Linked DNA regions of Anas platyrhynchos: region 2 is linked to region 1. Evidence: chromatin contacts called from public Hi-C data. All regions are on one chromosome and are shown on one strand. Each heading gives the region's core, a stretch centred on a gene start, on an enhancer-like site or on the middle of the called end of the contact. The rest is flanking DNA. Distances are from core to core; before and after follow the strand shown. Region 1 has its middle 78 kb from the start of TRNAS-GCU. Region 2 has its middle 230 kb from the start of TRNAM-CAU.

Region 1 (6,699 bases), core at 2,613-5,112:
GCAGTTTGAGACCAGCTTCCTCCACCCCAGAAAGCAACGTGCACAAGGTGACATGCAGTACCTGCAGTGTGTGAACTCTCCATGCATCAGGCCTACAGTGATTCTCACATCCACACAGGACTTCAATGACCTCTCGTACCTGACAGCTCTGAAGAACACATGGCTGGTATTTCCTTTGTTACGGAGGAGAGGAGCACAACTGCAACTGCAAGAAATCAGGCTGCAAAGTTTGCTCTCCAGATATAATTAGCCCAGTTATAGTTAAATTTTAATTAGCTATACTGCAAGAGACCCCTCTTCAGAAAGATCAGAAACTCGAGTTTCCCTCTTGATTATGAGGTTACTATGGGGAGGTATTTGCCTTTCTGAGTTGCTCTAGCAGACATGCAAACTAGTAGTAACTGATCAGAATGACTAGTTAAGAAATGTCAGGTTTGAAAACATCGTTAGCATTAACATTCTTTAGGACAAAAAAAAAAAAAAAAAAAAAGGAAGAGAAATTTACTGGAAAGAAAGAAAAAAGATCCCAACACTGCACGAGAATAGGAAGGCCTCCATTAGAAGAAATGCAAGTGAAGAAGAAATGCAACACTTGCAAACATGCATACATTAAAGGAGCAAAGGCTTTTACAAGCACAAGAAACACTACAACAAATTGAAAAGGAGAAAAAAAAACATACGTAATAACAGGAAACTCTTTTTTGCTTGTTTGATCTGTGACCATACAGGCTAGTCTCAAAATAAGCGAGCTAAGACACTTAAAATTGCACTACATGAACAAGGGGAAAAAAGAGCTGTACAAATTTGTGCCTAGGGATGGTTTTTGCAAGTCTTCCACTGCTAGATGTAAGCACAGAAGGATGGATTTTTACAAAAGCAAGGAAAAGCTGGCTTAAAACCCCCACAGATATCCCTGTCTGCTCAATGAAGAGAGAAGGTCAGGCAATACAGATGCCCATGTGCATGCCTTGCAGAGACCATACATACTAGGCCCATCACTATAACCAACACATTTTCTGTTTAAGCTTTTTTCTTCCTTTCAGTTCCTGTAACTTTCATGAGGCTGACTTGTATTCTTTTTCCCAAAGCTCAAGCGAGCTGTGTGCATGTTACATAGTCAATACATCCATAAACCCAACACACCAAATGCTAGAGCAGCTTGCAAAAAAACTCATTCAGGCAAGCCCTAATTAAAAAGAAAAGAAACCTTTGCAAACAGCGTGTCTCCGAGAGGTGAAAGGTCCCCATGCTGCTCAGTGAGGAAACACCAGGGCCACCTTTAAACTTTAGAGTTTTATTAGTGCCTTTGTCAGCAGCATGTATCTGTGTGTGTTGTGTTTTAATCGAGGCCCTGAATTTGTCTGTGACAGACTCAAAACAGGAAATTAACACCCTGCGGTGTGGCGGCAAAGCCTCAGAGGAAGCAGCAGTGGGGTACATGAGGCTGAAGATGAACAAAGACCCATAAACATAACGTCACCCATAAAAATCACACTTTAAGGCACAGGAAGGATACTAAACAACACTTGGCTGCACTACATGCTTGCAGTAAAAAAAAAAAAAAAAAAAAAAAAAAAAAAAAAAAAGCCTCAGGTTGAGAGGCAGAGCATTTACAAGGCAGTTATTTCTCTGACTATTTGCTACGGTTTTGTATTTTGAGCAACAGAGTTCAAAGTTAGACATAGGAAATACCCCACAAGCTCTCGAAAGTTAGGTTTCCACTTGACACGTGGCTCAGGGCTAAGATGCTGCTTTTTATCTACCTCCCTGTTTATTTGGGTTATTTCCTATTCAGAAGGGGTTCAACTTGTCTGCAGGCAGCTGGATGGATTTCTAATGTTACCATGGTATTGCTGACCTTTAACACGGGGCTGTTAACGTGACCTTTGCTTCTTTCCATTTCTACAAGGATGTTTCAGTGTAAATAGTTTGGAAGCCAAATAGCACCAGGAGATTCTTCCTCTCAGAGACGGGAACGCAGCAAGCCCAGCGCTGAAGGGAATGAAGACAGAGCTGCAGGCTGAGAGCAGGCAGCTGACAGCCAAAGAAAACCAAAGAAATATCTGGAACAGGTTCCTGCAGCCGAAAGATAGCTGGCAACTGACTTTTACAGCACGTAACTCTACCTGCAAACTGCCCTATCTCCCAAGGAAACAGCACAGGAGACCATCCACAGCCTCAGAGGCCCAAAGGCAGGCTTTGCAGGGCACAACATCTGATAGCTCTTTGAGTGGGGTAACAGAGCCCCAGGATGAAGAAATATTGGCAATATTGCTTAAGATCACTATTGTAACTCCCAGGATTTTGAAAGTCTGAAATGTTGTCACAAACAGGGAAGATGTTAACTTTTTAAGAAAACCATGCATTTTATAGCATATCAATTAAAACAATACCAGACAACAGCCGATTTATGGTTTTTAAAAACAGGGGCAAACCCACTGCTGTAGCCTTTATCTAATATATTCTTTGCCTCAAGGAAATGTTAATACAGTTATATAAATTCTCATTCTATTAAATGAAAGGCAAGTCCAGTTTCATGGGGCATTAGGAATTGCTGTTGTAAATTAGACCAGTGTGCAGCCTACTGAAGTGAGGGGAACTTTAAAAGATTCCTGCCAGACTCCTCAGGCATGAAGTGATATTTTGAACACTGTAACAGTGGCTAGGAGTTTCAGGAAAAGGTGTGCATTATTGAGAAAAATTTTGTTCACAGTGGGAGTTTCCTCTAATCCTGCACAGACTTAGAATTAATTTTTCAAGAGAGACCAAATAATACCCTAAATTCCCTTAAAATTCGATGGGATTTATGTGCCTAACATCCCAAGTCTTTCTGAAAATCTACCTTTTATGTTTGGCTTATGCTGTAGAGAATGAGAGGGAGATATTTCTTGTATAACTCTAACAGCTCAGATTATACACAAGTAATCCAAACCACCTGTGGATTGCTGCAGTGAAAAATTTATGGTTGTCCCTATTCGCACACACACAAAGCTACACACACGGCTTCCTTTTTTTTTAAAACAGGGCTTCTAATATATTTAGGCTTCAGACAGACTATGAGAAGCACAAGTCTTGGGTGAGCATCCGAGCAGCCACAAAGCTACCCTAGTTTTAGGTTTGGTAGCTGGTCCTGTCAGGCTGCTCTATGAGCAGCTGCAGCTTACTGTTCATGGGGAAAGACAGCTATGCAGAGCAAGCATCAGCTGCAGAGTCCCCAGAGTCACCAGCTAGGGAAATCAGTCAGCTTGGAGCTACCAGGGCAGCACAGAGGTGCTAGATCAGCTTTGGGTACGGCTCTGGTAAAAAGGTGACCCAGAATTTCAACCCACTACTAAAACAAAATATGCTACAGAAAAAATGCTTCATGTGGATCATCTGGAAGTGACTTGAGATAAAAAAGGATATGACTGAATTATTAATTTAAATCAATAGCATTTTAAGAGTGTACAATTTGTGAATTCCTAATTTAAAATAACAAAAAAAAAAAAAAAAAAAGGATTAAAACACTAGAGAGGGACCCATGCAAACCATCTAGACATTGGCAGCTTGAACATGCAAGGTCTAGGCAATACTCTGCTCTGGCTGATACTGATGCAAAAAGACAGCAAGAGGAAAGTACCGAAGTAAATATAAAAGCGTTCCACTACCAAACAGGAAACAAAGAAGCACCAAGAAGCTGTGCTGTTCACAGGGGATCTGTTCAAATGAGATAGTATTGAAGAGATTCAACCCAATCTAGGACACTGCGAAGATGAATTTAAAGACATGTAAGATTGAAATGGAACCTAAAATTAGTACAGGGTGTTTTGTCTCTTCACTCCATATTTCCGTCCTACGTAGTGAGATCATATCACTGCTAGAGCCAAATGCTCTCTCACTGCTGTTGCTATGAAAGGCTAACAGAAGCTGCCAAGACCTCTAGTGAGGCATATTAAGTGAAAATCTATATAAATTTTCCTACTGCTCTTTCTATCACTGTGCAATGTTTTACAGTGTTAGCATTCTGATATGCTAATTACGTACCTTGCAAAGAGTAAAGATTGTGCCTGATCTCACAATAAACAGCTTATAATGGAGAATATACAATGCTAGGAATATTCTGAGTGGAAAACATGAGATGGGAGTTCGCTGCTATGGGTTTTTGAGGGGCTTATATAAAAATTAAAAATGGAATAGACTCAAAAACCTCACGTCTTACTGTTGCAAATAATCCAAATAACCCCCCACACATCCATGCAAACTGAGCAATCCTAGAGTAAAATCTAGTATCAAAAGGCTAATTAAGCTACCTTAATTTTAACAGGTGTAGAAACTTAAGAAAATGCCATTTTCAGCAAAATAAAACGGTTTGTAGTTTTATGTTGATTCAAAGCCCAGTAGCAATCATCTTTGGATAAACGTAGCGAATACATTCCAATAACTGAAAAATAAATAAATAAATAAATGAACAGCAATTGTTATTTTTAAGTATTCCGTGAAAAAGATATTTTCAGACACCTACTACTTGCTGATAGGCAGCCCTACAGTAGTTTGGGCAGCCTTCTTGTTCCTCAAGAAGGCACAGAGACAAGAGTACAGATACATCCACTTTTAACAACTAAACGATTGCCATTGGCACATGGAATGCTACCATTCCTTTAGTTCCTCTGGCCCACGTTTCTATAACATACAAAATTGCTCAGATAATCTGGAATTAGATCTGGCAACACTATCCAAACCGCGCCTGCCATTCACCTCTCACAAGGAGACAGGACGCAAGGAAACTAGATACAGCCCAAGGAAGCAAGTGTAGCCAAGATCAAGAGTGTAATGCAACTGAACTGGACTTCATTTTTGGCTCAGATTATTTTTGCTGACCCTAACAGACCCAGTGATCCTGCTCCTGAAATCTTTGCAAGTTCACCCAACTTTTACTTTAGAGAGCAGACTGATGCATAGGCCCAGGAGATTAACTGCATAAACCTCAGGACAACTTTCGTTCTTCAGAGGAAAGGTGTAGCAATGCAATGGGCAATCCCTAGGCTTCAGCTCAGCTTGCCCCCTCTGCTAGTACGTTAGACTGAAGTGAGAGGGGATAAGAAGAGAGAACAAACATTAAGCAAATGGAGATTAGGTAGGTAGAAACTAAAACATATTTAGGGTTTGTTTTTTTTTTTCCACTTAGTTTGCAGATTTTTCTTACAACCTTTTCACACATTTTAATCTTCGAGACAAGGCCAACATATACAAGCCATCTAAAAGACAGGAAAGGGACAAGAGTTGAAGCATTTCACCAAGATCACTCACTGTCAGGAGCAAAGCTGCAACTAGAACACAAGTTTCTACTGTCCTGGTCTTGACTGATGTTCCTCAGATGAGTCTTCTTGACCTCCTTACCTTTACCACCAAAAAAGCCTATCCTACATATATGGCAATGTGTATCCTCTGCATTGAGAAAAATACTCAGTTCACATTTGCTGAAATCAAAGGAACATTTTGTAACAATCATTAAAAGAACTAGGATTAGTACCAGTTTTATCTCTTGTGGAGTCAGTTCACAAAATAATCAAAACTTTACTCCCAAGGATTATCTTTGGTCTATCAGACAAAACTCAGTTGGGCTAATCTAGAACAAGCAGTTCATTCCTTGATTATGCACTGAAACAAAGTAGTACCTAGGTTCAACAGCTCATGAATTCGACTTAAGTAATCATACTTGTGTAGCATGAGACTGAATAAGCTGTTTAAACAGACTTACTCCTAGATCTAGAGAAGACATTTAGGGAAGCATTGCTTCTGAATGGATTACATAGCACGTTATAAACCTTTTTCTTAACAAGCATCTTTGCCAAATAGCACCTCATTGTAGTTCTCCAACCTTACAATAAAAATACGAAGAACCTGTCTGGCCACTAACAGCATTCACATAAGGGGATTTTCAGTCTAGTTATATATAAGCATCCTCTAAGAGGTTTAAACCACAAACTTTTACTGCAATATAAAAAGGGACTGTGCAGGACTTTCTAAAAACATTTGTGCGGAGGTATGAATAGCTGCCTTGGGGAAACTCCCCCGTATTAATAGAAATAGCTGTTATTGCCCTTGCTGTGCAATGGCTCTGAGGGAATAATTACAAATATTCTTGTAACTTACTCTGTTTGAATGTAGTGGTTTTCAGAAAGGCATCTCAATAAGTGGGAAAGTATAAAAGCAAGCTGATAAAAAAAAAAAAAAAAAAAAAAAAAAAAAAGTAAGGCTTATGAGCACTGGAAGCAAGTACCAGTAAGGTAACACACCAGCACAAACACTTCTGCCCAAGAGGCCACAGGTTTGCTACCCTCCATTCCACACCATCAAATCGCCCCTTCACTTGGGATTTGTAACTGAACTAAGGCCATCTCAATTTCACAGACCACAGTCTAGTTAGCAATGTATCAGCCCAGACCCTGCAACGTCTGTCGAACTTAGATCCAGGATAAGAAAACATGGCTGCTAATGTAAACTTATGGATTGTGATGTTTACACATGGCATTTCTCAACTGTGGCCAATTACAGCAAGACCATAACAGTAACCTTGTACTCCCCAAAGACTTCAGCTGTAGTGTCTTCTCTTGTCCTTTCATCCCAAAAGACTTCAGCTTGATTGTCTTTTTCCTTTTCTTTATTCTGAATAATGGAAAGGGTCACAAACGGCTGACAGCCAATCCATTTCTATAATCT
Region 2 (5,839 bases), core at 194-2,693, 340 kb before region 1:
GAAATGTTCAAGGGCCTTTCCTTTTTTTTTTTTTTTATCTGAATCATCTGATGCACTGCTGTCTACAAAACTGTATTAAAGAAGAAACTCATTGCTTTGGAATGTTTTAGTATTGAAGTTACACTTGAACAGAAATATGTCATGATTTGCTGTGGGACTTTGTTTCCACATCCATCTGAGGTAGAAACTGAGGAAAAGGAGACATAAAAATGTGTAGGCCATTACTTGTACTATCTGGTTACTGAAGTGAAATTATGCTTGTGGTATATGGAGTAAATGATTCAAGCACCTAAAATGGTTCAGAGGGGTAGATTTATTTTTCTGTTGTAGGTAGCATCGAGAGAAGCCCTTGGTGGCAGTTGCTTTAGAGGAATAAACTGGAGAAGCTCAGAATATACTTGACTGGAGTAGTATATGTCTTTTCATGTCATATTTACTGCACTTTGAGACCGTAAAAAAGAATCAGTTCCTCTGCTGATGTCAGTTCTGCACCATGTCTATACCTAAACAGTACATTGTAGCTTTAAGCACACCCATTCTGGCACACTTCATAACTCCAAAATTCTTTGAGATGCAGTTTTTGTGTTGCTGGTTCCTTTCACGCAGACGATATTGCCAATTGTAGCTGTGGGCCTTTCAACACAGGAAGAAGAGATGGGTTTCCTATTGGGCTCCTGTCTGTGGAGCTCCTTAGTGGCTTGCAGGTTTCATCAGCCAGGAACTTAGCCTCTCTTCCAGGGAGCTGGTGGCTGTTTTAGTCTTTCCCTTGCTGATTTAAAGGTGCATTGAATTCCTGGTTCTGAGTGGTGAGGAATATAAATATTTAAGTCCCCGAAATATGACATTTTACTAGACCTAAATGTTACTTTTAGGTAATCTTTATAACACCCACTAACATCTTGTTTGTTTTTTAAAGTCTTGCTGCAGTAATGTTTTCCTTTGGAAAAAGTACTTGTATGGGAGAAACTTTTTTTTCCCTGGCTTAGCAAATTACTGAGAGAAGTCTTTACACCCAAGAAAACAATTAAACTTTTTTTTTTTTTCCTCAGCAGAAAGGCTGTCTTCTAACATTAAGGAAAAAAAAAAAAATACAGCTTCTAGAAGGAGGCTGGGTTAAATTTAATTTCCAGTGTCTTCCTGTGAGTTTTAAACTCTTTTCCTTGGAAGAGCTTTTTGCTGGTTGCTCGCTGAGGGGAGCAGAATCATGAGCGTGCTGCGGTGACAGGAGGAGATCTGACCATCTCCTCCCGGCGCTGCAGTGCGGGACGCTTGGGGAAGTCTGGGGACAGGCGGTCAGGGCAGTGGGACCATCAGCATCAGCCTCCCGGAGCACACCGGTGTCTTATCTAGCCAGAAAGCCGTGCGGCTTTGGACTTGAGCAAACGCTAGCAGCCCTTGGTGTGCGCCTCCGTTTTCAGAGCCTGCGACTGAATCCTTGGCAGGAAGGTGGCGCTGGCACTCTGAGATTGGGATTTCTTGCAGCTGGTGACTTCAGAGCCACAGGCGTACCTTTTAAACAATCTCTACAGGCTGCATCAAGTGGAAAAACAACTTCCCCGCAGCTGTTTTACGTTGTGATTTTTGTCGTTGTTGTTCCTATTTTTATTTTTTTTTTAAATGCCTGACACTTAAATCCTGCTCCCTTACAAATAAGATCCCCTCTTTTCCTGTGAAATAAATGCCGCCTCAACTAGTTCACGTCTTACACCACCTTCATTGTATCCCAGCACCAACTAGCTCTAGGAAGCTTTTGGTTACAATGAGCTGCTTTGTATGGAGTGTGTGTGGCTTTGGTGGTGACCTCGGTGAGCAGGGGTTGGTTTTGGTACGGTGGAGGCTGTGGGGGGGGGATGACCCCCATGTGGGTGTCAGCATGGGTTTTTGTACTTCTGCTGACTTTAGAACTCAGGGTGTGACTCCAAACTGCACTCTGTTCCCAAACCTACTTTTTTTTTTGTTTGTTTTCCTCCTGCCTTTTATATGTTTATGTTGAATTCCATGTTCTAGGCACACAACTTTATCTAGGTAATGTGCCCCCTTTTTCTCTACACTGCTTATGAAGTTTTAGCATTAGTGAATTGAGCTCACTTTAACCTTGAACTTCAAGACATAAAATTAATTGTCCATTTCTTCCCAGCCTGCCCACTCCTTTAATTTTGGTATATAACCAATCATTTCGGTGAGTACTGGCAATACACATTGCAGGGCAAATGATGGTAGTTATTTTCAGTTTACTTTAGGTGTGTGTGTGCATGGTGCACTCAAATAAATAAGATACATGCTCTCACATGCAAGGAGCTTGAGTGTGTTAAGTATTTACACTTAGACTATTGCTTGCATACTATTCTACATGTATTTAAAGCTTTCATGTACCTTGAATGAAGTACAAGATACAAAAGGATTAAAGTCTGTATTGTCACCAACCATGCAAATAACCCATGTGTACACATGTGTATTTTTTTCTAGACCACTTTTAAAAACTTAACTACAGTATTAAACATGCAAGTTTTTTAAAAAATCTTATTTCATGAAGGTAGTCATTTAATAACAAAACACTGTGTTATTCACAAATTTTCTTGTGCTACATAATCTATTCTAATTGCTTAATCTCCAAGGAGTTCTATTGGCATTTATTTAACACCAGTTGCAAGTGTAAATGTTCTTAATTTCCAGTATGTGAAAGTTGCAATGAACGCATGTAACGGAGGATGTCAAATTGACACTTCATGCAATGATGTAGTTAAGGCAGCATTAAGTTACTTTTAAATAGGATTAATTTATTAAAGTTCAAAGCTCCTCAGAGCATAGGAACAAGTATGTGATGGCTTGTTATTGTTTGAAAGTAACTTGTGGAGGGGAGTCACTCCAAAATTTCTGTGATATAACTTTACATTACAGTAAATGATGAACTTAAAGACTTAAAACGTTAAGCAGGGCAAACAATTCAGTACAAGGCAGAGAACTTGGCTTGGCAACCATTGCACAAAGCCTGCTTGGGCTGTTAATTAGCACTTGCATTGTAATAGAGCCATGCAGTCCCAGACACTGTACAGAGCAGGTGTGGGGGGCTTCTCTAGAGCTTCTACATCTTCAGCATATGAGATGTGGGAACAAATTGGTCTTGGAGGGCACAGGACATCAATAAAGGTCTCAGAAGAGGTGAGTGGTGTTATTTAGAAAGGAATTGGAACAGCCCCAGTACCCTGTCAGCTGTTTTCCACTGGTGGAGTCATAGCTTTGATCCTCTCTGTAATCTTGAATATCACTGTAGATATACATACAGGAACACAAGTAACAGCTGGCACCCAAACTCTCAGGAAAAACTCTGAAGTTCCAGGTTCTTTTTGTTTGTGCTGGATTTCACAGGGCAAAGTAACTCAGGAAACCATGCAATGAAGAAAACAATGCTTTCTATAACATGACTGTATGTTCTAGAAACACGTTTGCCTGTGAGCCCTACTTTGTGGGGCATACTGCTGAAGCATACAGAAGTAGCTTAAAAAAGGAAAAACTAGTGTTTTGTGCTGGCTATTAACGGGAGCAGAGTTCAAGAAGCCCATGTTCAGTCAGTTTGCCAGCCCAGCTCAAATACAATCCTACCTCTCATACCTTTACCCTGGGTGAGGTGCATCATCTCTGGGACTTCCTTGTTCCTTCAGTAGATGTTGAGACTTACACTAGTTATCTTAGTACTTTCAGAGAGGGAATAGTTTCCCTCAGGGACCTGAGTGTGATAATTCATGTGGGAAGGCAATCCAGCTAGAATGTGACAGAACGAGTGGGAAAGATGAAGGCCGGTACATGAATTTCCTTGTCCATCTGAGCTGTCTTGAGCTCTTAGTAGCTACAAAAAAATAATGCTGTCTGAACACTACTCTTTCTGAGACTGGGGCATCTTTATTTTGAAAATTAGATAGGTATATTCATGCAATTAGACATATTTTGTGAGAAGTTCAGTCTTGATTATCCTCAGAGCAATGAGTAGCAGCATGTGATCATCTCTTCTCCAGCTGTGCAGGGTTGTGAAGGTTTTTTTTTGGCTTTCAGGCACAGCAGAGTTTGTCTGATTTACCACAGATTTCTGTGGTAAAGAATAGATCTGCACAAGGAGCAAAACATCCTGTCACCTTGTGCCTAGGTGTCTCCTACAAGATAGAATCCAAAAAGTTAAATCCAGTGTTTGTAGTGCAGACACAGAACTACACATGTCAGAATAAGGTTTGACAATACCGAGGTACAGGGGAAAGAGTCATTTACGCTTTCCGGTAGGACATGCTGAAGAGAGGCATGTGTTTCAAATTTTGCCTGACTTAGAACTGAGCATTAAAGCATTTTTTTTCAGCCATTCTCAAAGGAGGAATCTGTCTAAAATGAACAGAAGAAGAGTTAATCATATCTGAATGCCAGAAACATAAATTAATGTGTATGTGAATTCTGGTCCAGGATTCAAGCCAGTTCTTTTGTTAGACTAAATGGCTTCATCATCCCCATGTGAAACTGCTGAAGAGAGTTGGAGGAAGTTCATGCACGATGAGGAAAACCTAACATCTCTTGCAGCTATCCTAGGCCTTTTGTGATTAATGGAAAGAGTCCATTAATTCAAACATATGCTTTTGGTCTCCAAGGAAAAAGTGGTTGTGATTAAAAACCACCTTCTACTCATATAGCTTAATTTCCCCTGTTTTCCTGAGATGAGACCAAAAACTGAAATGGGTATGGATGGACCATGCAGTTTAGTTTGAAACAAAACAGAATGGCCGCAACCTCTGCACTCCCTTTACACAGAGCTGTGCCGGGAGGCTTTGGCGCTCTGTGAAGGGTTAGTCTGTCTCCTCACTTGCTGCTTGCTTTTTGGCAGGAGCAGAGTGTACCGAGCTTACTGTTGCCCACAGCTTCCGGAGCAACAAGACCGCAGAGGGAGAAGCCCACGTCACACACAGGGAGCTGTGCAGTTGGGGCTGAGGAAGCCCTGCAGGTGTGAAATTCCAGATAAGGGCACATGCCAGCACCTCCTGTAAGGCCAACCCTGAAAGTGGAAGGAGAACATAGTGTGTTGGAGGGGCTAGGAGGATTCAGGTGGTCTCTGGCAAGATACATGTAAATCTGCTGCTATGGGGGAAAACCAAAAGACTTGTAACCTTGGATGCTTTCAAACTAGGCCAGCTAAGGAGAAACAGCTCTGCTATTAGCAGTGGGCAGAGAGGCAGTGGGATATATTAGCTGCAGTTCAGCTAAATTGCATTAGATACTGTGTTTTTAACTGCTTAAGTAAGCTGTACGCAAACTCCAGCAGAGACAAAATTCTCACTTTTTTTTTCAAAAGTTCAGTTACTTGAGCTGACAGACCTCGTACTGGATTGTCTGTCTTATTGCACAGCATAGGTGTGTGGCAGGCAGCAGTTATTCCAGCCCTTGGTTTGCAAAGCTGTGATGTGAGCTATCAATAAGAAGGAAAGAAATTCCCGGAGGGAGGGGAACTCACTCTTCTGCTGGGAAGGTACTGGGGATGTTGGAGAGAATAGGGACCAGAGGTCACAGCACTTATGAGTCCCAGTGAAGACTGGCCAACTCTGCCTCAGACGGTAGTGAGGAACAAGGAGCAGACAGAGCTCAGAGCAGGTGTGAAGAACCCAGCAGGGAACCAGCAGGGACTGGGCACTGCTACTGCTCCTCACAGAGTAACTGGGCTATGTCTAACTAAGTGCCCGGGTCCTACAGTCCCACCTATGTGGACCTGGATGTTGAAAGAAGAGCCACACGCAAAATCTTTCCTGTCCTGTTTGTTCTATTTATTTGGAGGGAGTTGTTCTAAAAGGGTTGACTTCCTAGATTTCATTTG

The links. A called contact is a pair of places that touch in the nucleus more often than the background predicts.
Region 2: a Hi-C map of subcutaneous adipose tissue shows a contact between it and region 1, with 2.4 times the contacts expected there. The contact joins two enhancer-like sites. A contact is called at or near these places in 2 of 8 Hi-C or Micro-C datasets (skeletal muscle and subcutaneous adipose tissue).

The regions. Positions count from the first base shown.
Region 1 is chr3:41,273,069-41,279,767 of IASCAAS_PekinDuck_T2T, reverse strand. No RefSeq gene overlaps it. Among named protein-coding and RNA genes, the nearest start is that of TRNAS-GCU, 78 kb to the right of the region's middle. Within about 2 kb of position 3,862, at least 1 of the 8 cell types and tissues checked has an H3K27ac peak or open chromatin away from gene starts, as enhancers often do. A contact at or near this core is called in subcutaneous adipose tissue, where this site is marked.
Region 2 is chr3:41,613,390-41,619,228 of IASCAAS_PekinDuck_T2T, reverse strand. No RefSeq gene overlaps it. Among named protein-coding and RNA genes, the nearest start is that of TRNAM-CAU, 230 kb to the left of the region's middle. Within about 2 kb of position 1,443, at least 2 of the 8 cell types and tissues checked have an H3K27ac peak or open chromatin away from gene starts, as enhancers often do. A contact at or near this core is called in subcutaneous adipose tissue, where this site is marked.